Regions from separate parts of the Mus musculus genome. Here all the other regions are linked to region 1. The links are chromatin contacts, called in public promoter capture Hi-C maps. All regions are on one chromosome and are shown on one strand. Each heading gives the region's core, a stretch centred on a gene start, on an enhancer-like site or on the middle of the called end of the contact. The rest is flanking DNA. Distances are from core to core; before and after follow the strand shown.

Evidence for each region. Promoter capture Hi-C pulls out the DNA fragments that hold promoters and counts their contacts.
Region 2: a promoter capture Hi-C map of pre-B cells shows a contact between it and region 1, with 2.2 times the contacts expected there. The contact joins the promoter of Lat here to the promoter of Itgal in region 1. A contact is called at or near these places in 2 of 39 promoter capture datasets (liver and pre-B cells).
Region 3: a promoter capture Hi-C map of pre-B cells shows a contact between it and region 1, with 2.6 times the contacts expected there. The contact joins the promoter of Nupr1 here to the promoter of Itgal in region 1. A contact is called at or near these places in 3 of 39 promoter capture datasets (liver and pre-B cells) and 1 of 115 datasets of contacts at active chromatin or transcription factors (pancreatic cancer cells).
Region 4: a promoter capture Hi-C map of hematopoietic stem and progenitor cells shows a contact between it and region 1, with 3 times the contacts expected there. The contact joins the promoter of Prss36 here to the promoter of Itgal in region 1. A contact is called at or near these places in 2 of 39 promoter capture datasets (hematopoietic stem and progenitor cells and liver).
Region 5: a contact with region 1 is called in a promoter capture Hi-C map of hematopoietic stem and progenitor cells, with 2.7 times the contacts expected there. The contact joins the promoter of Sgf29 here to the promoter of Itgal in region 1. A contact is called at or near these places in 2 of 39 promoter capture datasets (hematopoietic stem and progenitor cells and pre-B cells) and 1 of 9 other capture datasets (pancreatic islet).
Region 6: a contact with region 1 is called in a promoter capture Hi-C map of hematopoietic stem and progenitor cells, with 4 times the contacts expected there. The contact joins the promoter of Stx1b here to the promoter of Itgal in region 1. A contact is called at or near these places in 7 of 39 promoter capture datasets (cranial neural crest, embryonic stem cells, frontonasal cranial neural crest and 4 more) and 1 of 9 other capture datasets (embryonic stem cells).

The regions. Positions count from the first base shown.
Region 1 is chr7:127,294,514-127,298,773 of GRCm38.p6, forward strand. It overlaps Itgal (integrin alpha L), which reads left to right and starts at 1,747. Exons shown (of 31, transcript NM_001253872.1): 1 at 1,747-2,010; 2 at 3,105-3,204. The coding sequence starts at 1,956.
Region 2 is chr7:126,367,828-126,372,087 of GRCm38.p6, forward strand. Lat (linker for activation of T cells) reads right to left here and starts at 1,741. Exons shown (of 12, transcript NM_010689.3): 1 at 1,321-1,741; 2 at 1,115-1,142; 3 at 975-1,009; 4 at 668-755; 5 at 472-536; 6 at 359-388; 7 at 219-279; 8 at 49-143. The coding sequence starts at 1,423. Spns1 (spinster homolog 1) reads right to left here. Exons shown (of 12, transcript NM_023712.3): 8 at 4,131-4,260; 9 at 3,714-3,779; 10 at 3,351-3,449; 11 at 2,908-3,079; 12 at 2,233-2,586. The coding sequence ends at 2,492. Mir7058 (microRNA 7058) reads right to left here and starts at 218; the gene lies at 144-218.
Region 3 is chr7:126,623,729-126,627,988 of GRCm38.p6, forward strand. It overlaps Nupr1 (nuclear protein transcription regulator 1), which reads right to left and starts at 1,742. Exons shown (of 3, transcript NM_019738.1): 1 at 1,595-1,742; 2 at 1,162-1,305. The coding sequence starts at 1,706. The coding sequence ends at 1,175. All of the region lies in intron 1 of Gm39087 (a long non-coding RNA gene), which reads left to right.
Region 4 is chr7:127,945,009-127,949,268 of GRCm38.p6, forward strand. Prss36 (protease, serine 36) reads right to left here and starts at 1,717. Exons shown (of 15, transcript NM_001319147.1): 1 at 1,404-1,717; 2 at 1,043-1,081; 3 at 830-865; 4 at 229-391. The coding sequence starts at 1,440.
Region 5 is chr7:126,647,262-126,651,521 of GRCm38.p6, forward strand. It overlaps Sgf29 (SAGA complex associated factor 29), which reads left to right and starts at 2,048. Exons shown (of 10, transcript NM_029339.3): 1 at 2,048-2,216.
Region 6 is chr7:127,822,825-127,827,084 of GRCm38.p6, forward strand. It overlaps Stx1b (syntaxin 1B), which reads right to left and starts at 1,707. Exons shown (of 10, transcript NM_024414.2): 1 at 1,436-1,707. The coding sequence starts at 1,465.

The DNA.
Region 1 (4,260 bases), core at 497-2,996:
GCAGAGGCAAAGAGATGTTCATGAGTTCGAGGCCAGCCTTGTATATAGCGTGAGTTCTAGGACAGCCAGGAGTACGTACAGAAACTTTGTCTCAAAACAAAATGAAAAAAAAACCCAACCAAACAAAAACCCAACAAAACAACAACACCCCGCCCCCCATAAATAATATGAACTGAGGGGCAAAGCTTTGCAATAGAATGCATCAGTTTGATCCCTGCACTAGGAAAATTATTGTTATTTTTGATTTTGAAAAATATATTTATTTATAAAACTTTGAATATTTAAAAATTACTATGTGTGTACGACGGGGAGCAGGGAACACATGTGAAGGGCAGAAGACAACCTTGACCTTTATGTGGGCTCTTTGGGTGGAGCTAACACCTCAAATTCTTTTTTTATTTCTTTTCTTAAAAAAAAAAAAACATCCCATGGGCCCAGTGATTTTTTTTTTTAAGAAAAGAAATAAAAAAAGAATCCCTCAAAAGTTGTCTTTTTAAAGTTGTTATCGAGTTGTCTTTGTGTCCTGAGTTCTTTTTCTTTTTTTTTTTTGTTTTTTGTTTTTTGTTTTTTTGAGACAGGTTTCTCTGTATAGCCCTGGCTGTCCTGGAACTCACTTTGTTGACCAGGCTGGCCTCGAACTCAGAAATCCGCCTGCCTCTGCCTCCTGAGTGCTGGGATTAAAGGTGTGCGCCACCACGCCTGGCTTCTTTTTCTTTTTTTTTTTTTTTAAGAAACAAAATTAGGGGCTGGTGAGATGGCTCAGTGGGTAAGAGCACCCAACTGTTCTTCCGAAGGTCCAGAGTTCAAATCCCAGCAACCACATGGTGGCTCACAACCATCTGTAACAAGATCTGACTCCCTCTTCTGGAGTGTCTGAAGACAGCTACAGTGTACTTACATATAATAAATAAATAAATCTTTAAAAAAAAAAAAAAAAAAGAAACAAAATTAACCAAATGGTAGTAGTGCATGCATACCAGTAATCCCAGAGGTAAGCAGATCTCAGATCTCTGAGTTCAAGACTAGCCTGGTCTACAGAGTAAGTTCCAGGGTGGCCAGGGCTACGCAGAGAAACCCTGTCTTGGGAAAAAAAAATGTGAAAAAAAGAAAAGGAGGAGGAGGAGGAGGAGAAGGAGAAGGGAAGGAAGGGAAAAGGAGAGGAGAGGAGAGGAGAGGAGAGGAGAGGAGAGGAGAGGAGAGGAGAGGGAGAGGAGAGGAGAGGAGAGGAGAGGAGAGGAAGAAAAGAGAAGAGAAGAGAAGAGAAGAGAAGAGAAGAGAAGAGAAGAGAAGAAAAGAAAAGAAAAGAAAAGAAAAGAAAAGAAAAGAAAAGAAAAGAAAAAAGAAATTAGCTCTGAAGCCTGCAGCTCTGTGGCTTGCTCCAGGCTCTCTTTTCTGCATGCATCCTTTTGTCACCCACAATCTTCCTGTGTGGTTCAAGCAGGGACGGTTTAGGGATGCTTCCTGAGCAACCCTCTATCTGGCTTGTTTGTTTGTTTGTTTGTTGTTTTAGATAATATAATTACAGCACTTCTCCCCTCCCCCCCCCTTACCCCTCCCTCCCCCGAGTCTACTCCCTACTCCCTTCTATCAGGCTTTGAAGAATCTTCCGGGGCCTGGTGTGAGAGCGGAGGTTGCCTAGCTGAAGTGGCAGTAATTTAACCGCCTTGCTGTCTGCTCTTGGATGATGTGAAAATGCAAGTAGGCACAGGAAATGTATCTAACCTGCTTATACTTCCTCTCTGAACAGAGAGGTTTCACAACCCGGACAGGAGCGCACCCCCTCCTTCCACCCCCACCCAGTGTCATCAGCCTGGCAGCCCTGAGAAAGTTCCACTGGAAGGGGCCCCATGCAAGAGAAGCCACCATTTCCCTCTTCCTCCCGGGTCTAGGTTGCCAGCAAATCTCAAGAGCTCTCTGAGATCGAGTCCGGACCCACAGGTCCCTCCTAAGCGCAGATGAGTTTCCGGATTGCGGGCCCCAGACTTTTGCTACTGGGACTCCAGCTGTTTGGTAGGAAATCCAGGAGGGAGGGGAAAGGGACGTTGTCTGTGACAGGGGAAACCAGAAGGCTCTGTAGAGCCAAAGAAGATGAGGAGCCACTCCAGGGGATGGACGGTATAGGTGATGTGGGACCCAGGAATCCCGGAGAGAGAAGAGGGAACCTACACAAACTTGAAGCATGATATCGAAGGGCGTGGAAGGAAGAGCGGGTGGGAGGTGGAGTGAGCCTTCACGTGTTTAGGTAGATGGTTGGAAGGACTCAGGATGGGAGAAGGCTGGGTTAGGTTTCTACTCCACCTCCTTTGTATTATGTCTGCTTGGGAGTTTTGGGCACCTGAAGGGAGGTGAAGAGGGTACCCTCATCTCTGATATCCAGGACACAAGGTGCTATAAGTCTTTCTGTAAGGAAAGTTGGACCAGAAAAGGACAGTTTAGAGGCTGCAGAGGGCACTCTAGCTGCCTAAGATGGGGGAGGGGCGGTGTTGGATTTTAAAAGGTCGGGAGATACCTATGTCTGGTGGGTAGAGTTGGGAAACTTAAGTCACCTGCTGGGTTCTGGGTATGGTGACTCCATGAGGCTGGTCACTTCTCAGGTGCTGGGATGCAAGGTGCCCAGAGAAGCGCAGTCAGTGTGGCAGCCATGGGGCCTCAGGGCAGACTCTTCCCAGTCCCTGCCTGGGAACTTGGTCATTCTATGCCTGGAGGCCCCCTCCCTGGCTTCTTTCTCATGGGCCTCCGCCTTCTTACCCTTCCTTCTTTCCCAATAGGTCCAAGGGGAAGTTGAGTCCTCTGGGTCTGGGAGGAGTTACCCTGGGAGACAGACTGTGTAGTCTCCTAGTCTCTAGTCCAGGCCTCAGAGGGAAAGTCCTGGCGCCACCAGTCTGTGCTTGGGTGTAGGCAGCCTCAGAGCATGAGTGGGTTTGGAGGAACAGGCCTCAGAGGCAGCACTAGTCTGTGTCTGTGTGTCTGTGTGTGTGGGGGGGGTCTGTGTGTGTGGGGTGTGTGTGTGTGGGGGTGTGTGTGTGGTCTGTGTGTGTGTGGGGTGTGTGTGTGTGGGGGGGGGGGTCCAGATAGGGAGCAGCTGACTGCTTTGCTCCCCGCAGCCAAGGCCTGGAGCTACAACCTGGACACACGGCCTACGCAGAGCTTCTTGGCACAAGCTGGAAGACATTTTGGGTACCAGGTCTTGCAGATTGAAGATGGGTGAGCTATTATTCTTTCAACTACCCTCCAGCAGCAGGGTATGCAGGGCCCCACATCTGCCCAGGGGTAGGGGTGGGGACTGTCCCATGTCAGGGGTTGGCCTCTCTTCTGCGAGTGTCTGCTAGGTGGAATCTTTGAAACAGGAGCAAGGCTCTCTCTAGTACCATAGAGTGAGGGTGATGGGTCCTAAGCCACACGAGTGTCTGAGGACCATCTCCTCTCTGCTTCCCAATTCAAAGACTAGCTAAGCACATAGTAGGACAGGCTTGTCCTAAGCTAAGCACATAGTAGGACAGGCTTGGGCATTGATGGCTTTGTTGTTGTTGGTGGTGCTGCTGTTTGAATACCAGGTCTATGTGTGTTAGGCAGGCTCTCCATAGAGCTACATCAGGGTTTGTGTTCTTTGGTTGGAGACAGGGCCTCTGTAGATCAGTTTTTCTACATTTGCTGTAGCTGAGCAGAGCCTTGAACTTCTGACCCCCTATCCTCTACTTCTGAGGTGCTGGGATCACAAGCAGATGCCACCAGACCTGGTTTCTTTTTTATTTTCTTTTTGAGACAGGGTCTTATTAAATTCCCACAGCTAGCTTGGGGCTACTGTCCTCCTGCCTCTGGCTGTCTCTGAATAGCAGAGGTGACAGGCCTATGTCACCACACCTAGTCACAAATAGCTTTTGAATTGATGACTAAATGAAGGTGCCCACCTAGCAGACACTCTTTGGGCCTTGAATTTTTCTAGTATGCAAATGAAATGAAGCTTTAACGTCTAGAATTATGTTATTTGGCTATTAGGAAATAGGGGCTACTCCAGAGCTCGCCTGGAGAGTAAGAGGTGTATTGCCGCGGCAGCAAGTTTTAAGCATACAGTTGTTATTGTTATTGAGCTGCGTGTGTATGTGAATGCTGTAGTGATTGGGCTGTGTGTGTACGTGAATGTTCTCGTGCACATGTGGAAGTTAGGACAGCCTGCTGGAGTCAGGTCTCTCCTTCTACCTCTTAGGAGAGCAAATCTGACTCCGTTTCTCAAGCTTGTTAAGCACTTTTGCCCTCTAAGCT
Region 2 (4,260 bases), core at 491-2,990, 930 kb before region 1:
GAGCTGGCAGCACATGGCAGAGGGAGGTAGACAGAAAGCCTGACTCACCAGAGAAGGCACTGTCTCCAAGGTCAGGGTTGCTAGGCACAGGAGCAGAGGAGACAACAGGGACGGCAGCAGGACTACTGTCAGGCAGCACCACTCTGGAAGAAAGGAAGGAACGAGAAGTTGATAAAGGGCACACAACTTCCACGGTCACCTCCCCTCTACCCACTCACAGGTAGCCGTTGGGATAGTCGTCTTCATCCTCATCTGCATCCACATTCTTACAGGCTGGCTCTGTGAGAAAGGAGAGTTAACACGACCTGGACAGGTCCAGCCTCCCCACCCCACCCACTACCCCAGACCCCAGACCCACCCTGGTTCTCGTAGCTTGCCACACTGTTGGCTTCAAAGAGAGAGGGAGAAGAAGACTGGATCAGCTCAGGTTGTACATCCTCCCCAAAGCCCTCCTGTGCCCTACACCCTTACCATCATCTGAATTCTGCTGGGAAGATGGCATCCGATGGGAACCCCCAAGGGGCTGTGGGGATCTCCTGGAAGCCAAAGGTCAGAGATTACGTCTAGGTAGGACTCTGGGAGCAAGACAACCAGGAAAAAGCGCCTCCCCAACCTAGAAGGTGGAGAGGCACAGTAGACCCAAGGGACGGAGTTGGGGGATACTCACGGGATGGGGAGCAGGTCTGGCTGCCTCAGGGGTGGGAAGGAAGTGACTAGAGGGTAGGAAACAGCAGGTGTTCGGGGGACGGTTATTTCTGAGGACACAGAATGAAGCTTGAGGGATGGCTCCAGACACCCCCCATCAAGGCCTCGAAGGACAAATGGACCCCAAAATAACATGCCCTAGACAGACATGGGGGCTCCCACTTTCCCCATCCCAAGCCAGGGAACAGCCCTTCAGACAGCTAAAGGTGAACAAGGACAAACGCACACTCTTAAAAACCCTCGAGGAGGGCCAGAGACACTGAACTCACGAGGTGGCTTGATGAGGATGCTTCTTGGGTACAAACTGGCAGGAAAGAGACAGCTTGGGTACAGGGCCAAGAGGGCCCCAGCCCCAAACCCTTGAGTGGAACCAAGGGAAGACACACAGGGACACGGGCTTCCCACTCACCTCTCTGTGGAAGTGCTGTCATAGGAGACTGGAGGAAAGAAATCCAACAAGTCAGGATCGGGGTGCACCAGGGACAAAGAAACTCAGGCCCCCCACCATCAATCAGGGCCCAGGTAGGGACAGTGGAGAGTGCAGGGGCTGGGGAGGGTATGAGGATCCAATGGAGCGCCCACCCATCATCCAGTTCCGCAAAGCTTCCCACTTACCTGGCAACTCACGGCAGCGCACGCACAGGGCAGCCAGGAGCGTGACCAAGAAGGGCAGCAGCAGGAGGCCCAGCCCCACCGGGCTCAAGGCGTCTGCTTCCATCTGCAGAGCACCTGCCACAGGCCCTGCTGCACTGCAGCCCCTCGAGACAGAGTGGCAGCAGGGGTATGGGACCAAGCGGGCTCCAGCCTGGGATCCGCCCGGCAGTAGGCAGCCGTATCCTTTCGGGGCTGGATGGCTCCCCTCTCTTGCTGGACTGAGTTGAGAGCAGTGTTGGCTCTGGAAAGGTGCTCGCCCCAGAGCCAGAGCTGGGGCCCGTGCCCCAGCTACCAGCTGCACGATCCCCGTGCCCAGCTGTACCTGCCCCTTTCTTGCTCCCCGCCTGCCTCTCCTGCTCACCACCGCGTGCGACAGGAAGCTGTGGTGAGGGCAGGAAATCATCAGGCTGCTCAGCAGGCTGAGCCTGCCCCCTGCCCACTCACCCCCACCCAGTTGTGGGAAGGGGGAGGAGGCAGAGGGACTGTGTGGAGGAAGGGTCTAAGGCTGCAGGATGAGGCAGCCCGTCCACTAGGAAAGGAGACACGTGCCAACCAGGCCCGCGGTACCCTCCCCATGCCCGGGTGGGAGAACTGCAAGGAGGCTCTGCCAAGGCCTGTGTGGACCGAGGGCACTGAGGGCACCACAGGCCCCCAGCTCCCAGGCTTAACTACTGGGAGAGCGACTTCCAGGGGACCACGGTGAGTCACAGTCATACTGAACCAGCTCACTCAGAAAAGAGCAGCCCTCCTTCTAGATTACCAAGCTCAGAAGACAGGGACTTACCCACAGGGTGACCTGACAGCCCCTGCTAAGTCCTGGGACTATGGATATTCCCTGAGGCCAGTGGCACCCACAGAGAGACAAGCAGTCAGTCAGGAGTCTGATTACAAATTTTATTCCATTACAAATAGCACCAAACCCCTTGGGCTGTCCTAGTAGAGAGGACACCCCTTCCCCGTTTCTGGACTCCCATCTCTTCCCTGGGCTGCCCATGTAGTGTCTGGGAGCTGGGAGATATCCCAGGGCTTCCTTCTTGGACCTGGGCCTGGTGAGGGCTTCTGCCTGGGAACCGTCTTGGGTGGGCCCAAGGCCCAGCTGCGATGCATCAGTGGCCGGGTAAGCACCGGCTCCTCAGATGAGCACGCTGGACACGGGGACTCGGGTAGAACGGCCTCGCTGAGGTACTACAATCCGGTCATCTGAGGGCCCAGACTCATGCAACAGACCTGCGAGAAAGGGGTCAGAGCCAAGGCCAGTAAGATAAGAGCCAGCAAGGGGACACAGGCAGCAAGGGGACACAGGCAGAGGGGCCCAGATGAGGCAGCATGGAGAGCCCTCAGAACTGCACACAGACAGAGCCCAATCCACTTCCAGACAGACCCAAAGCTAAGCTGGATGAGCCTGGGATGCTGGGACTCTTGCCCCCAGCTGGTGGCATGAATGGATGGGCTAGTCTGAGTGGAGGGAGAACTGTAGAGTACATACGCGGAGACAGACAGACAGGCAGGTGGTACTGTGAAGGTGGACCTACAGTGACCCTCACTCACCCTGCACGTGGAGTTGAGCCCGCCGGCGGTCATCTTCAATGAACATGGCGGTGCCCAGGAAGGCCGCACCACCCAGTGCCCCAACGAAAGCACAGAGCATGAGCGAGAACTGCAGAGCCCGGAACTCGGACAGGAAGGAAGGGGGCCAGCTCCGTCGGAGGCGGTCAGAGATCTGCAGGGAGAAAAGAGTCAGAGACCTGGGGGGTGCAGAGCACTGACCAAGAAAACAGAGGCTGGGAAGGGGAATATTTGGGTCATAGGGTGAGACCCACAGCCTAACGGGCAAAACCTTCCTATGGCTTCCTTCCTATACACCAGAGGACCAAAGGGGAGATGCGCCATAGGCATCTATTGCCTAATCTTGGCCAGACTCATGCCACCAGTCAGGGTAGGGAGTTCCAGGTCCCCAAAACCATTCCATCCCAGCCAAGGATAGCACTTACTAGACCAATGAGGTAAGGGCTCCCTGCATCTCCTAGCAAGTGGGACAGCACTATCTGGAAGGCCTCAGCCGTGGACCGTCGAGTTGGGATCACCACGTACTGGGGGTGGGAAGGGAAGAACTCAGTAGGTTCCCAGAGAAACCAAGGCCAAAGCCCACTGTAGGTCCATGACAAATTTTCACTCAGGTTAAGGGCTGGCAGACATGAGGTGGGCCAAGCCCAGCGGTCCCTCTGTGGCGGGACTCAAGTATACGTAGGGTTGACGTTTGAAGGGGAAAAGCCAGACTCCAGATTAAACGCTACCTCCCGACCCCGTCCCTGCTCCCATCAGCCTCTGGATTAACCTGTATCTGCCCTACTCACCAACAGGATGTCAGCCACAATGGCCCAGTTCATGGACAACAGGGTCTCCCCAATAAAGATAAAAATCTGGGTGGCAGAAGTGGAAGAGAATCACGCGGCAACCAGGCTTACCCAGTAACTCAGTCCCCATTGCACCCCACGAGGCAGGTGCCAGCCCTCAGTACCACTTCCCACCCGAGGAAAGAGCAAGGTCATGCTCACTGGCCAGTGTCACCCAGCTGGGAAGGCCCAGAGCTGAGGTTTGAAAGGAGGCATTCCACCTCCGGTCTGTTCTCAACCACTTTGCTGGCTGACCCTGCACATGACGTTGGTTGCTAGTGACCATCCCCAGTGAACATGGCGGTACCCAGGAAGGCCACGCTGCCCTGCTGCCCCCACGTAAAGACACCACCCACCAGACTCCAGTATCCCACTCACATAGGTGGCCACGATGCTACCTCGGGCACAGGCCAGGGCCAGGAAGAGGAAAGGCGCCGAACCCAGGAGGCCAGCTGCACAGACGAGTGGGTCAGCCCGAGGGTTGAAGCGGCGAAGGCGGCGGCTGATC
Region 3 (4,260 bases), core at 492-2,991, 670 kb before region 1:
AAAGGCTCCATGGGAACTCCCCCCACCTCTGGTTACCAGGGAGCTCAGTCAAATACGGGTCTCATATTATTTTAGATGTAGAATAAAAATAGTGTCACAACACTATTGTTTTGTTTTGTTTTGGTTTTGGTTTTTGTTTTTTGTATTTTGTTTTTTCGAGACAGGTTTCTCTGTATAGCCCTGGCTGTCCTGGAACTCACTTCTTAGACCAGGCTGTCCTTGAACTCAGAAATCCATCTGCCTCTGCCTCCCAAGTGCTGGGATTAAAGGCGTGTGCCACCACTGTCCGGCCAACACTATTTTTTTCATTTATTGATATGCCAATGTGTTTGCATGCATGTGCGCACATGCGTATTCTCGTGTGCTACTTTGAGCATATGGAAGTCGGTGGACATTGGGGGCACAGAGGTCCTTGTACTCAAGAGAAGCACTAAGAACCAGAAGTTTTAATCATGCCGTGTGTCTCCTCAATGCAGGAGATAAAGTCAAATACCTGCATTCCACTCAGAAATCTGAGAGTGGATTTTGTTAACAACCTGGTGAGCTTTTGGCTCTGTGTGGAGTCAGACCTCCCCAGCTTTTGCTATAGAAGCCGACCTCACTCAAGTTCTCCAGAATGATAATCCCAGACTCTCCCCTCCCTAGACCATTACCCACTCTTAGGAGAGATGTCACATCTGCCTGATGACCTCCATGCTATTGGTCAGAGACCACTCTAGATTCTAGGCCTTTAGCTCTAGAACCCACCCTCATGGAGTTTCAGTGTAGTCACACCTCAAGCTTTATTGTGCTCCTGGAATTGAACTGATGGACCTGACTGTTGCCTAGAAACCTCTTCCCAAATTGTACTGTGTTTTAAATATGCTGACAGTGAACCGCCTGGCGTTAGATGCCCTGAAATCTGATCCAAGCTGATGGAATTCGGTCTGAATGGGGTTTTCATTCTTATCACTTCCCTGCCTGGACATCTATCTGCAGGGCTCCCTGGGAACACAGCTTGCAGTTGGTTCTCTCCCCTTTCATCACTCGAGTCCCAGAGATCAAGCACAGGTTGTCCTGCTTGCCTGCAAGAGCCTCTACCTGCAGCGCCATCTCACCAGGACCAGCTTTTGGCTCCCCGCTTCCCGCTCGGCACACTTAGGCCCGGCTCTCCCGACTCACCTCCAGCTCCGTCTCAGCGCCAGGCTTTTTTCCTTTCAGAGTTCTGGAACTTGGTCAGCAGCTTCCTCTCATGCCCGCCAGGGCTAGGGCGGTTGGTATTGGCAGCAGCTTCTCTCTTGGTCCGACCTTTCCGACCTCCCCCGACTGGTGGAGCAGGAGGTAGAGGAGGTGTGTGAGGTTAGGACAGGCATATAAATGGCCAGAGTGGGGCGGTCACGTCTTCACGTCTGAAGCACTCTATCCTTGCTGTTTACTCAAGTATAGAATGAGAGATGCTCACTTGTGAGTTCTTGGGGCTAAGGGAGACAGAACTCAGTAGATGAGACTAGAAGGGGTTACTTGGGAGTTGGGAATAGATTAGCTAGGAAAGGTAAACCGGGGTACCCAGTGAGAAGCAGATGGGCTGACCAAGGAGCTACCACGAAAACCTTACCGACACAGGGATGGGCCAGGCTGTACTGATCATATTCATCCAGGATTCCATCTTCATCCTCTAGGTTTAGAGGTTGCTGGGAAGGGTTGGCTGTTGGTGGCAAGGTGGCCATTATGCCTAGTCTGCTCTCTCCAAAGTCTTGCCTGTGTCTCCTTGTCTGAATGTCTGCCCTCTCCCAGTTTCTCACCCTACTTATAACGCTGTCTCCTCCCTAAACCACGGGGTTGGCCCCCGCCCTCCAAGCCCTGTCTGATGCAATCTGGCCCTTTCCCAGAACTGGGCCCATAGACAGCAGTCCTGAGCAGAGAGGAGCACCCTCCCCTCCCTCCTCCCTCACAGGACTCACCCAAGCACAGCTGTGTTTTTCCACGTGGAAAGCTCTCGCCTCAGGGGCGGAGGAAGCAGACAGGATCTGGGCACAGTCTTTGGGATATTGGCCAGGGAGAGCAGAGGGCCTCAGATAGGCCAGTCCTTCCTATCATTTCAGCCTCTGCCACAAGCCCCTCCTGGGCCTGGGTCATAGTTAGACAGACAGACAGACAGACAGACAGACACACACACACACACACACACACACACACACACACACACTGTAGTCTGGTTCAGATTCAGGAGGTAGTGGCAGCATACATACTGAAAAGGGAGGGAGGAGGGACACTGACCCACTTCTTGCTTGGTCAGCAGTTCCTGTCACACCCAAGGCTTCTATTTTTGTGAAAAGTCCCCTTCAACAGAGTCCCCAGGGACTTCTTCCTCATGCAAGATGGAGGATAGCTAGCTGGTAGAGACAGCAAATACCCTGGATTCCACACTCTGATTCCTGATCCACCTCCCTCTACCTTTCTTTCTGACAGAATCCTTCTATGGAGCCCAGGTTAGCCCTTGAACTTGCAATTCTCTGGCCTCCTCATCCTAAATGCTGGGATCACAAGTCAGCTCAGATCCAGTGTTTCCTGCTGTGTGACCTTGGACACGTCACTTTCCCTCTCTGATTGCTTCAGGTTCCCCCTTTAACAGAGGATAACTCTATCTGGCTCTGTTGGTGAGAGGTTGCAGACTCATGAGGCCTGGAAAACCTTCACAAGCGGGAACAGTGTAAGGATTAGTCACAACTTCCCATGGGTTCCCATACAGTGCCCTTGCCTTGACCCTCCCCCCTCAAAAAAAAAAAGGGTGGAGAAAAGGAATTTAAAATAAAATATTGTGTGTTGGCAAGATGACTCAATGGGTAAAGTACTTGCCACCAAGCCTGACAACCTGAGTTTATCGGTTTCCAGGACCCATACAGTATGGGAGAGAAAAATGTCCCATAAATTGTCCTCTGACCCTCACATTCCTATCCATGTACACACACAATAAATACGTGTGACTTCTAAAATTTAAATAATATATTGAGGGCAGAATGAAATAAACAGGTATTTGTGCTTTGATACCCCCTGCCTTGTTTTTTAGGCAGTCTCACTGTTTTAGCTGTGGCTGGCTAAGAACTTGCTCTGTAGGCCAGATTTGAGTCTAGTGTTGAACTCAGAGATCAACCTGCCTTTGACTCCTGAGTGCCAGGTTTAAAGGTGTGCATCACCACACCCAGCCAGTATGAATCAAGTGTGAACTAATAGTAAGCTTTTTCAGTCCATACTAGCTTCCCTTGGGTTGTTTGATAAGAATTAGTATGAATTTTAAGTTCAAATAAAAAGCATGTGAAATGAAATTTTCTACTTTTTTTTTATTTTAAAAAAAGTTTTCATACAATGTATTCTGATCAAGGTTTCTTTTCTCCAACTCCTCCCAGACCCTCCCCATGCCCCCAAATTTTACTCTATAGGAAACGAACAGGTGAATCATCATTGTCACCGTCGTCGTCGTCAGAAATATGAATGAAAAAATTAAAAAGCAGAGGCCATGCGGCTCCTGGGTATGGTGGAGAAGGTTTAGTGTAGACATGAGGGAGAGCACAAGCAGAGCTATCTGCAAGAGTCCAGAGTGAACATGGCCAGCAGACTTAACAGGGCCTGTGGGAGACAGAGAGAGAAAGAGACAGGGGGAAGAGAAGAGAGGAGGGTCGACAGAGGAACCTTGGACCAAGTGGCCAAGAGGCAAAAAACAAACAAACAAAAAAACAAAAAAACCTGAGAACCCAGAGACCAAGAGGTAATAAAAAGGCAAAGATACTAGCATAGTCATCTTATTTAGGAATCAGAGAAACTGTGGGAAGGGAGAGTTTAGGGTAGCATGTGGGGTATACCAGCCAGGACAGCTCCGTAATAGGTGCTGGCAATGCTGAGAGAGGCAGGCTGACAGCATCTGCCCTGATATGTTAATAGGCACTTCAGTTAGCCATTTGTCCAGGGGTTGAGTCCTAACAAAACACACACACACACAAATCCATAAAAACACAAAATCAGAAACTATAATATGTAAACAAAGGACCAATAAGACCAAAACATGTCTGATGAAAACACCGTGAGAAAAGAAAGCCGATAAAAGTACTGTTGTGTTGGCATCTCCTGCTGGCCATGGGGCTGACCCTTACCTGGGGTTAATGCAGCCAGTGAGACTCTATTGGAGGAAACTAAGTTTTCCTTTGTAAGCAGGTGTCAATTTGGTTAGGGGTGGGAGTCCATGTCCACTTTCCCCTCTCAGTGCTGTGACCCCATGTGGCTTGAACC
Region 4 (4,260 bases), core at 467-2,966, 650 kb after region 1:
TAGGGTCAGTAGGAACCCAGCGAGAGAGCGAATCCAGATTTTTCACCGTGGAAGTCGAAAGGGTCAAATAGGACTTGGAGATGTCAGTGGGAGCGTTGGAAAGATTTCTATTCTAGGGTATTCAGCCTGGACAGCGTGGCATTGCCAGGCAGGAAGGATAAGCAGGGAAGGTTGAGCTGCTGCGCAGGGTTAGCTATAGGAGAGAACCTGGACAAAGACTATACTCACGTCACGAAACAGTGAGCAGCGGAGAGGACCCAGGAAGGGGCGATGAGGGAGCCCCCGCAGATGTGGCCCCCACCTTGATGCAGGCTCACCTGCCATGGCCAAGTGCCAGGATGAGCGTCCGAGCCCCCCACAATGCGGGAAGAGGGCTCAGGGCGGCCGCAGTCTGCAATAGAGACCCCCTAGAAGTCAAAGCTCGGTTAGGGTTCCCCTCCTCTCCTAATCCCTTGGACTCCAGAGACCCTGGTAACTCGGGGAGGGTGGTGGTGGAGCCTGAACCCCTTCAGTTTGCCCTTCTGAACATGAGCAAGCCAAAGCTGGAGGGCCCGGGCACTTCCAATTCACTCATGACCTAGCCAGTTTGAAACTTCTTTAGGATTCAAGACAGCCTTTAGTGCCAGCGCTCAGGAGGCAAAGACAGGTGGATCTCTGTGAGTGTGAGGTTAGCCTGGCCTATGAGAATGAGTTTCAGGATAGCTAGGACTATAGAGAGAGACCCTGTCTCAAGAGCAAAGCAAAGCAAAGCAAAGCAAAGCAAAACGAAAACAAAAACAAGCAAGCAAACAAAAGACAAGATTGGAGGCAACTCATGCCTCTCTCTTACCTAGGTCTTCAAATTCTCCTTGGGTAGGACTGACCACTAGAAGACAGAAGACAGAGAGAGAAAGACGCTCCTTCAGCCCCGACACTGCCAGCACCATCTTCCTGCTCTTCCTGGGCTTTTGCTGCCCTCAGTCCCCCGGTTCCCTGTTTCAGCCCTTTGGTCTGCCTACACTGAGGCATCTGAGCCCAACTCTCCCCAGTCCATCAGTCTTACCTGAGTCCTGGAAGGCTCCTGGAGGGATGGGACTGACCACTGAGAAGACAAGAGGGAGGCAAGGAAAGTCTGGAGAGATGATGCACTTAGGTGTGGCTCTTTCTCCTTCCATCCTATTTTACAGTGTTCCATCTCCCCATGGCATGCAGGCCTCCTTTCCCCTTCCCCTTCTGCACAATCCCTCGGGCTCCTGGTATGGCCCTCTCCTCCTTCCACCACCCTCCCGTCCTTCCTCTTGACACTCTGCTCCTCTGCCTACTCTGCTATCTTACTGCCATAAGGGATGCAGGGTATATCTCCTGCTTTTCAGCTCTCTAGGGTTGGTATCCAGGCTTCTTAAAGCCCGGTCCTCTGAACTTACCCATGATTACAACTGGGAGAAACAGGTGATGGGACATGGTCTACTAAAGTCAGCTGGAGGCACAGAGGCAGGTGAGAGGCTGCTTCCTGCCACCACTCTGTCACCGGACTATGTAGCTGGTTCCTCCTGATGGTCCCAGGGGTAGCCCCACCCTCCCTGGCTGGAGCCCATCTGTGGGAATCTGAGAGGATCTGGGCCTGAAAGGGGAAAATAGGGAGGTCAAAGGCCCCACCCTGAATTCTGGTGCATCTCACATATCTGGAGGCTCAGAGTGGAGGTAGGGCGGTGTCCTCACTCCAGGACACCTGTTGGATGTGGAGAGTTGAGCAGGGCGCCCCGTGTGTTAAACCGACTCAGAGGACTGTGGTGGGTGGAGTGCTAGGAGCACATGCCCTGGGTCCGTGGAAGAGCAGGATGGGGCTGGGCAGTAGCCCTTGGCATGACTCACCTGAGACCTCACCCTTGATTGGGGTGTGGCTTCCCCAGTGGCTTGGCCTTTTCTTCTCACACAGCTCTGGTTACTGGAGTTGCTGGCCAGGCCTGGGACAGGAACTCTAGGGAATTCAATTCCATCCTAACAAAGGGATCACAGATTCTGCCTTGTTGAGCAAGGCCTGGGGGTACTGGAGAGGACTAAGCAGCCTGGTAAAGCTGGAAACCCCTCTGTGCTGGGGTGGTCGACTCTCAATGCTGTTCCTTGCTTGCTCTTCATGTGACTTAGAAAAGTCACTCCGTCTCTTGGTACACTATTTATCATTAGGAGTCTATTTAAGGAAGGTATGGCACTGGGTGTGGTAGTACCTGTGACCCCAACACTGTGAAGTCTGAAAGCACTCCAGTCCACAGTTCCTAGACTACACAGAAGCTGGAGATGTGGGTTAGCTGCTATGATTGCTTGCTGCTCTTCCAGAGGACCTGAGTTCAGTTTCCAGAATCCACAACACCAGCTCACAACCTCCGGTGACTTCAGCTCCAGATTTGGTGCCCTCCTATGCCCTCTCTGTGGGTAACAGCACCCACATGGCATAGAGGGGTGTGTGTGAGTGAGTGTGTGTGTGAGTGTGAGTATGTGTGAGTGTGTGTGCGAGCATGTGTGTGTGTGCGTGTATGTGTGTGTGTGTGTGTGTGTGAGAGAGAGAGAGAGAGAGAGAGAGAGAGAGAGAGAGAGAAACAAGGGAAAAAGCACATGTTTGGGTAGAAGATATAGCTCAATTGGTAAAATGTTTGCCTAGAATGCATGAAGTTCTGGGCTTGATCCCCAGTTTTACATAAAGCAGGCATGCTGGTGAATGCTTATGATCCTAGCACCTAGGAGGTAGGCGGTAGGTGCAATATCAGACGTTCAGTATCAGGGCTGGAGAGATGGCTCAGTGGTTAAGAGCACTGACTGCTCTTCCAGCTGATGCCCTCTTCTGGTGTATCTGAAGACAGCGACAGTATACTCACATACATTAAATAAATAAATAAATAAATAAATAAATAAATATTAAAGGCGGGCAGGCTGGAGAGATGGAGAGATGGCTTAGTGGCTAAGAGCACTGACTGCTCTTCCAGAGGTTCCAGAGTTCAATTCCCACCAACCACATGGTGGCTCACAACCTTCTGTAGTGGGATCCGATGCTCTCTTCTGGTGTGTCTGAAGACAGCTACAGTGTATTCATATAAATAAAATAAATAAATCTTAAAAATTATTTTTTCAAAAGGAGTTCAAGGTCATTTTTAGCTACATTAGGAATTTAAGGCCAGCCTGGGCTACATACATAAGACTTTGTCTCAACAAACAAACAAGCAAACATGACTCTGCTTAGAGGAAGTGAGTGTTTGAGGATAGAGCTTTTTGCATGTGTGGGTAGACTTGAAGGAAACCAAAAAGATGAGGAAGCACTAGCTGGCTGGAATGGAGAGTCTGGGCTGGGGCTGGATTGCTGTCTCCATAGGTAAGAACGATTGTGTTGTAAGCATGAGGAGAACCTGAGATCAAATCCTCAGAACCCGTGTAAAAAGTTAGGCACAGCTGCCCTTGGAACAAGACAGAGGCCAAGAGCTCAAGGACTAGTCAGCCAAAACAGTGGAGCTCTGGTTCTATGAGAGATCCTGTTTCAAGGCTACAAAGTGGAGAGTGGTAGACAGGAGTGGCAATGAGGGAGCCCTTGCTGCCTTGCCCCAAAGAGAGAGAAGAAAGGAGGGGGACAGAGAAGGAATAGAGAGTAGTTTCTGGCACTCAAGAAGAGCTCTGTCTGTGCAAAGAGCCAGCCAGTAGAAGCTGCAGTCCTCAGTGGAAAAGTGTGACCTTCGTCCCCATCAGGGAAGAAGCTTTGAGGGAAACAGTAAGAACAATACACAGCCAGTTATTGTAGTGGTGTGTGCCCATAACCACAATGCTTGTGAGGCTGAGGCAGGGGAACGGTGTGAGGCCAGCCTGGCTCCCTCCAAAGCTAAAGGGAAACACTCCGTGTTATTGAGTTTCTCATTTTGTGAGTGGCTGGGCTCCGCTGAGCTGTTCTGTCTGTTGTTCCAAGTGTTTTGTAGTCAGATTTGTCTGAGATTGGAAGTATAGCAGGGCCCTAGACCTTAGCACATCTGACTCCATGATGGAAGAACTATTCAGGCTGTAAAACTTAGCACGTAGACAGCCCTATCTGCCAAAACTAAAACAAAGGCCTAATCCATCAAAGTCTTCAGACACACCAGAAGAGGTCATCAGATCCCATTATGGATGGTTGTGAGCCACCATGTGGTTGCTGTGAATTGAACTCAGGACCTCTGGAAGAGCAGTCAGTGCTCTTACCCGCTGAGCCATCTCTCCAGCCCCAATGGAAGTCCTTTCTGGTGACTGTACTGACTGAAAGGAGCACAG
Region 5 (4,260 bases), core at 798-3,297, 650 kb before region 1:
GTAGAACTGAAACAGGATGGGTGATAGAGCCATTCACTGCACCTTGATAAGAACTACAAGTGGTGATGGACACCTTTAATCCCAGCACTTGGGAGGCAGAGGCAGGTGGATCTCTATGTGTTCAAGGATAGCCTGGTCTGCAGAGTGAGTTCCAGGACAGGCAAGACTACACTGAGAAACCCTGTCTTGATGCCCCCTGCCACTTGTAACAACAACAACAAGACACTGTTTCTCTGTGTGATAGCCTTGGCTGTCCTGGACTCGAGTTGTAGACCAGGCTGGCCTCAAAGTCATAGAAATCCACCTCTCCTTCCTGAGCACTGGAATCAAAGGCATGTGCCACCATGCCTGGCTAGCTTCTTTCCTTCCTTCCTTTTTCTTTCTTTCTCTCTTTCTTTCTTCCTAGACTAGTCTCACTGGTGTCTTGAACTCCCTATATAGAACAAGCTAGCCTCATTCATAGACATCTACCTGTCTCTGTCTTCTAAATGCCACTAGCTTTTCCATGTAGTCCAAGATCACCTTCCCAGAGAACGGTGCTACCTACAGTGGCTGGGCCTTCTGTATGAATTAACATGGTAACGTGGTAGTGCACTCCTATAATCCTATATAATCCATTAGACAATTCCCTATAGCTAGGTCTGTCTGGGAAATTCCTCAGTGAAGACTGCATTGTCCAGTGGCTCTAGGCCCTGTCAAGTTGTTAAAATTAACCAGGACAACTGACTAGACATACAGATTCAATGAAAGAAAATTATTTTTTCAAACTGTAAAAAGTATGTGTCTCCGTGTGGGTATGTGCACGTGAGTGCAGGTGCCAGAGGACAGCACATCAGTACCCTTGGGGCTGGAATTGCAGATCGTTATAAGCCACTACTGTAGGCACTGGGAACTGAACACGGGCTCTTTGCAAAAGCAGTACATGTTTTTGATTGCTCGGCATCTCCCCAGACTCATTCATATACATACACACACACACACACACACACACACACACATATATATATATATGTATACACACACACACACACACACACACACATATATATATATATATATATATATATATATATATATATATATATATATATATATACATTAATTTCTTTGCTAGTCTAGGGGCTAAAATAGTTTCAGTGTTAAAATGTAAGGTTTCCTAATAGAAAAATATCTGATAGCTTGTTGTATGCCAGGCACAGTGCTATGTACTGGGAATGTCTAATGATCTTGACCTTATAGCATTTGTAATTCTATCAGAGAATAACAATATGTAATTATAAACTTTAAAAGATTTTCAAAAATATTTTTATTCTATGTCCAGGCGTATGTATATGTGTATGTGCACCTGTGCAGTGCCCTCAGAGGCCAAAAGAGGGCATTAGATCCCTTGGAGCTGGAGTTACAGGCAGTCTGAGCCAGCTGACCCAAGTGCTGGCATTCTAATTCTGGTCTTCACGATTGAGCAGTACTTGCTCTTAACCACCAAACCATATTGATTTTTTTAGGTGTTATGTACGAAATATTAGGATAGTTAGGGTGGGAGCAGTCCCTAGGGACTGAGCCCGGGACCATGCTAAGCAAGTGTCCTACCACTGCACTAACTGGGCAGGCATCCACAGGGTAGGTATCCAAAGATGTAGCTAAATGTTTGCATGTCCAAATCTTTTATTTGCTGGGAAGATTCTGTAAAATACAAGTACTAAACCTAAAACTGCTTATTTGGAATTTAAAAATATTTTCAGATACATTTTAAATTCACGGCAAATTTCAGCTTAAAGTACAGAGTTCTCATCTGCGTCCTGGGGCCCTCCCTCCTCATCCCCAACAATCTGATGTGGTTTTGTTGTTGTTTTCTTCTGGTGCAGAGGATCCGCTCCCATCACCTTTCACATGCGAAGCGAGGCTTCACGCATGCTTTTCTGTTCCTTTGACTCTGATCTATTAAATCATGATTAAGTACATCAAAGCACAGGTGTCGAAGTAAGAACTACGTTTCCCAGAGTGCAATGCAGCACGTCACAGAGAAGTACCCGGCATGCGCAGAGGAGTCCTCCGCGCTCGACCGCGCTCATAAGAGAAACAGCGTGTGTGGTTCTTGACGCGCCGCGAACCTTCGAACGCAAGTGCGAGACTACCCTGTGAGGAAACGTTCCAGGGATTCGCCTGTTCCCGCCATCGCAGTTACCAGCGCGACGTGCTGTTTCTTCCTGTGCTCGGTAGGTGGGACGGGGCCATGGCAAGGTACCTCCAAGCAGCGCGGGAACGAAAGGCCAGCGTTCCTGCCCGGCGCCCGGCTCGCCGAGGCGGCGTCTGAGGAGACGCGCACGCGCCCTGGACGGGAAGGGGGCGGGGCTGTGGGAGCCGGCGCCCTGGGGCTTGCGCGTGCGCCCTACCTCTCTGAAGAGGTGGGAAGCGGCTGGAGCTGGCTAGTCTAGATGCCGGCAGCTGATGTGAGTCCCAGACATCAGCACATTTTACTACTTTCTCAAAAGCTTAGTTTTTGGTAGCCCAACCTGGCCGTGAGATCGCAGTCCTCCTCCCCCAATCCCGAGTGCTGAGATTACAGACTGCACATGCTCTAAAGGTGTCCATTTTCACAACAGTAACTTCATCCACTCTCCAGCTCACTCTTGTGTTGGCTGACACATGTATCCTAGGACGTCTGCGTCTACTCATCAGCACCTTCCCCTACCTGTCAATGTTCAGCTTTCTCTAGGGAGGCTTTGACTCATGCTGTTTCACAGAAACAGCTCTAACAAAGCCACCTTGACTTCTGGATTCCGAAGTTCAGTGATACAGGATTGGTAGCATCCTCTTTCATTGCCTCGGTTCTCCTCTAAAGAACTCCTGCTTCCATTGCTTCATCTTTAACGGTTGTACCATCAAAATACATAAACCCTTCTTCATCTTGCCTTTCTTTCTGTTCCCTCCTTGGACATTGTCTATTTCACACTTTAAATAAAAATAAAATTTATTTTGGTGCTCTCGTTTCTATCTTGTAAAAATATTTGGTGTGTGTGAAGGCAGGCATGTTCATTCCATGGCACTTTTGTGGAGGTCAATTGACAGCTTTCAGGAGTTCTCTCCTTCCATCATGTAGGCTTCTAGGATGGAACTCGGGGTATCAGGCTTGGCACAAGCACTTGAATCTGCTGAGCTATCTCACTGGCCCTCAAATTTACATCTTGTAGATCAGTATAATGTTGTGGTGTTAGAATCCACAGGGAAAGACCAAATCTTAGGCTCAATTCAAATTTAGATGAAATGGATTTCTTTTATTTATTACTGCTAGGCAGTAGGCAGTAATAGGCAGAAGGATGTCAGCCTTAAAGCCAAACAGCATGCCATGTGGTGTGGAGGGATCCAAAGGAAGGAAGGGGGCTGGAGAGATGGCTCAGCAGTTAAGAGCACTGACTGCTCTTCCAGAGGTCCTAAGTTCAATTCCCAGCAACCACATGGTGACTCACAACCATCTGTAATGGGATCTGATGCCCTCTTCTGGTGTGCATGAAGACAGTGACAGCGAAATAAATAAGTCTTTAAAAAAGTTAAAGGAAGGAAGGGTTATAAAGGTAGATAGCAACGGTGACTCTTACAATTAATTATCTATAGAATCCATAGCTGGGCCAGGTCATTGTTTTTCTCCCCATGTTGTTTCTCTTTCCCATTGTATAGTAATAAAACACTTCTTCATCCCAGTCCCACAGATAAGCAAGTTTACAAACGCAGAAAGCAGGAACACAATTATCTTATTCTTATCTTGCCTGCAGGGCAAAGATAAGAAGGCCCTGAAGGGTTGACTGCCTGGTACCATAAATCTCTCTGGCCATCACAGGGGAGTTATGTGTAAATTATTACACAGGTCTGAACGCTCTGGGAAAGTGTCACTAATTGACTGGGGTAGATAGAGCAGGTACACAGTACCATGAGGTTGGGGTTGGCTGTCACAGCCCCACAATTCTACCTTGAACTCAAGCTTGAGTTTTATGTTTATTTAGGTTTGTTTCTATGTTTTTATTATTTAAAAGTATTTTGCAAATATATGGAGAGTTGGGTCTCCTTAGCTCTAGCTGTCCTTAAACTCATTCTACGCTGGCCTGGAACTCACAGAGAGACCTGCTTGCCTCTGCCTCCCTAGTGCTAAGATTAATATCATGGGCCACTATGCCTGGCAACATTTTGTTTTCTAAAAATATATATTTTTTAATTTATATGAGTGTTTGGCTTGATGTAGTTTTTTGGTTTTTTGTTTGTTTGTTT
Region 6 (4,260 bases), core at 457-2,956, 530 kb after region 1:
ACACCAGCCTCATAAGATTGCCGGGAATCAGAGGTGATTTCCTATAAAACACACACAGTACAGTTGCCATTGCTACTATGGTTTTCCTCACGCAGTAAATACTCCTTCACATCTCCTCCCTCACAGTCAGCTCCTTCATTCTCCCCACTTCCTCTCCAAAGAGCCACTGTGTTCCTTCCCCGTATGGCCTGTGAACCAGGGTCCCCAACTCCAGGCCCAACCTTTGGAGGCTTCCAACAACACTCTAAAACTTGTGTTTCAAAGGCCGGAGGGTGTAGTCCCATGGTCAACTCGGCAGCCTGGAGGCCCCTGAGCCATTTGACCTGTACCACACACATACTTGCTTGATGACCTTGGGCCAGTCCCTTCCCATCCCTGAACCTCAGTTTCCCAATCTGTCACGTAGAGTAACAATCCCTTGGAATTCTGACATATCCCAATCCAGAGGCCACTGTCACACAGCAAACTGGAACCTCAAGCTCCTTGGGCTCATGTCATTCTTAAAATGTCTCGGCACCCTCCCTGCCCAAAACCATTCTCAGCAGGCGAGCACAGTCCCTCCAAAGAGCAGCCTCCCCTGCAGCCCCCCACCTTTCCTCCTCCAGCTCTGCTGGCCAACCGCCTGGAGCCTGGCCCCTGGCTTCCAGCAGCCTGCCCCTGGCTGCTCCCATGCTCCAGTTCCCCCAAGCACTGTGTGGCCTATGTCACACAACCCAATTCTGTGACCTGGTGGATGGATCTTTCTCTCCTCTCTCACCTTTGGGGTCACCTAAGCTGAGGCTCTGGCCCAGGGGAACTCAGTCACACACACACACACACACACACACACACACACTCCCCCTCTGAGCAGTGCCCTCTCCCCACGGAGCAACATACCAGTGCGCGTGCGCGTGGACACACACACACACACACACACACACACACCACCACCACCACCACCACCACCACCACCACCAGTACCACCACACACTTCATTCACTGCCAGGTGCTGGCATCTAGTTCCAACCTGTGTCCTCCATAGCATCCCAAATCTGGGTCCTCCTGGACCCGGCCTGGCCAGCAACCACCCCCTCCATCCGCCTAATTTGACAAGCCTGCTCTAGGGGATGATGGTGTCCCCCAATCCTCTCTTGACATTCACTTTCTCCCACCCCCAGGTTAGATTCTAGGGTCCTCCCGGGCATTTGGGCTGCCCAGGCCCCTGAGACCTCTCCTGCCCCCTTGTGTCTTAATGGCCTCCAACTCCTTCCAGCCACTGTCCTCCAATTGCAGGTTCACTGGAGATACCAGGTGCCAGGAGATGTGAGGGCTCCTGGCTTCCAACCTCTAGTCTCATCATTTGCTCCCCATGTCTCAGAACCTCCCCCACTCCATCCCCCAAGCGCTCCCCAAATACAGGGTCCCGCCTCCCCACCTCTCCCACCCCTTAGCTCACACTCCGCAGCTCCTGAGTCCGATCCTTCATCCTGCGACGGGCTCCTCCTCCCCTTCTTCGTCCTCCCGCCTCCGCTGCTGCTCTCTGCCTCTTGCCTCTGTCCTGGAGGCCGGGGTCTGGGGGCACCGGGCTAGACCTCCGAGGGATGTGCGGATAAGGTGCGCGGCGGGGGGGCGGGGAGCTAAGGCCAGGCAGAGACAGGGGCCTGGGCCGACTGGGCTCTGCCTAGGCTGCGGTGGCGATGCGGCTGCGGCACAGGGTTGGATGGAGGGATGCGGGAGCCGAGGCGCGGGGGAGGGGGGCGGAGGGAGGTGAGGAGGAAGGGAGGGAGGGGGAGCGGAGGGGGCGGGGAGCAGGGGGCATGCGCAGCGCCCCGGGCTGGGGGCGCCTGGGGGTTGTAGTCCGGGGAGGGGCACCCAAGGGAGGGGCACTGGGGAGGCCCAGAAGTTGGGAGGGGGGAGCCCAAGAAGCTCGGAGAGATGCAGAGGCAGGGATAGAGATGCTGGGTAAACTGCAGTTGGGGTGGACCGTCAGAGAAGGTCTAAGGCAATGAACTAAGGGACTAACCTGAGAGGAGCGGAGTGTCTGTGAGCCTACGCAGGACTTCCTTTTATCCTGTCCCTTCGGCTCTGCGGAAGAGTCTTTTGGGCATTAGAAATAACAAACCTGACCCTGTATGTGGCTATTGCTTGCTGAGAAGGACATGGGGCTTGTTCTGTACATCCTTTGTCACCCTACCTGAGAGTGCCCTGGCACTGGTGGATCTCAGCTTGTCAACCCCCAAGAACAGAGTGGTCACTACCTGCTGAGACTTTTGGTCTGGGATTTTGGATGACTGTGTTAAAAATGATATTTATCTTGGCCTAGAGTGAATCTCAGTGGTATATGCTTGCCTGCAAGGCCCTGGGTTCCATCCCCCAAGCCGGGGGTTGGGGTGAGGATGGGGATGCAGAAGGAAGGAAGATGTCTGCTGGGAGTAGAATCTTTGGTGGTGGTGGGGGTGTAGAATCTTGAATCTGGTGCTGCAGAAGGTCCAGAGAGCCTGCCACCCTCTGCTCTCCCTCCTTCCATCCTATCCTTAAATATTACTTCAGTTCTTCTTCTCATGGCAGTGGGGTTTGGACTCCCAGTTGGGTGGGCTTCCACCCTGCTTTTGCCAAATACCCAGTAACTACCTTAAGACACCATTCATCTGTGTCATGGCAGGCAGGGCCTACCGTCTGTGACCTTCAACAGTTCCTACAGCCAAGACAAGACTCTCTTCTTGTCTCCTCACCTCGCCTGCCCCCGCCCCCCACGTCCCACGCCCTTAACCTCTGAGTTCTGCCTCCCCCCTCCCTCCAGTTCTTCCTCTGATCTGTGACCCTCAGTCAGGGCTCCTGGGAGCTAAGTTATCTTCTTCCTTTTTAATCCCTCTGACTTTACGTACACGTGTATGTAGGTGTGCTCACTTGTACATGTGCACACATGTAGGTCAAAGGTCAGTGTTGGGTGGCTTCTGTCATTCCCCACCTTACTTGTAGTTTTTGTTTGTTTGTGTTGTTTGTTTTTTCGAGACAGGGTTTCTCTGTATAGCCCTGGCTGACCTCGAACTCAGAAATCCACCTCCCTCTGCCTCCCAAGTGCTGAGATTAAAGGTGTGCACCACCACGCCCTGCTTACTTGTAGTTTTTGTTTTAGAGACAGGCTCTTGCACTGAACCCAACCTTACACCATTTTTGATCTACTGGTTGAGCTGGGACCTTCCTGTTTCTGTGCCTCTGGGGCCTGCAGGCTTACAGGGGTATAGAGGTGTGCTCTTGTACACAGCTTCTGTGTGGATGCTGGAGATCTGACTCAGGTACACTTCACCCACTGAGCCTAGGTTCTCATCTTGGCCTACTGTACCTTCCTGCATCTTCATGCCTGTAGTACCCACTCACCTATACCTGTAAACCAGGGAATCTCAGAGAAAGGCACTGCTATAAGCCAGAGCCAAGAACACAGAGAAAAACCATGCTGGCAGAGCTTACCTATAGCGAGTATGGCCAGGACTCTGGTGTGGAGACCCCAGGGATAGTGGCCCAGAAGTGTTTCTTCCTGTTCTCATCCATGATGGCATCTCTACCTACCCAGCCACTCAGTGGAGCAGAACCTGTCCCTGTCTCCCTCCCCTCCCCACAGCGCTGCTGCTGTGTTCTGCGTATCCACCATGTCTTCCTCCCTACATGGTAACTCATCAGCCTCCTAGCCACTACTGCTACCCCAAGTGTGCAGATCAGCAAGCTGCGGGTTCAAAGGGTTAAGTAGCATTCCGATGTTGCAAGATGGGGTTCTCTTTGGCAGCATCTCCCTCCCTCCCTTTAATGCCAGAGTTTGAAGTTAGGCTTGTCACACGCCAGGTGAATGCTCTACCACTAAACTACAGCTCAGTCCTGGCTTGCCTTGTCCTGACCTTCCTCCTGTCGGAACTACTTCAGGCCAGCCTGTGCTCTCCTCACCTTCCTTCCACCTGGGCCACCAGGGACAGTCTTCATTGGTCTTCCCTCTTGAAGCCCCTTCCCTTTATGTCCTCCTTCCTCTCTGGATACTAGTCGTATCTCCAAGTTGTCTGAGTATGCTAATGTTACCTGTTGAGGCTCCGCCTCCCACAGCCCATGGCTTCTAGGATTATGCTCAAAAAACGAATCTAAGGTCTGACACGGTGGTGGCTGCCTGTAATCTAGGAAGAGGTCAAGTTGGAGGTCAGCCTGGTTATATATGGGGCTTTGATTCGAAAAAGAAACAAATGGGTTGAGAGACAATTCTGCAGTCAAGAGTGCTGGCTATCTTACAGATGACAAGCT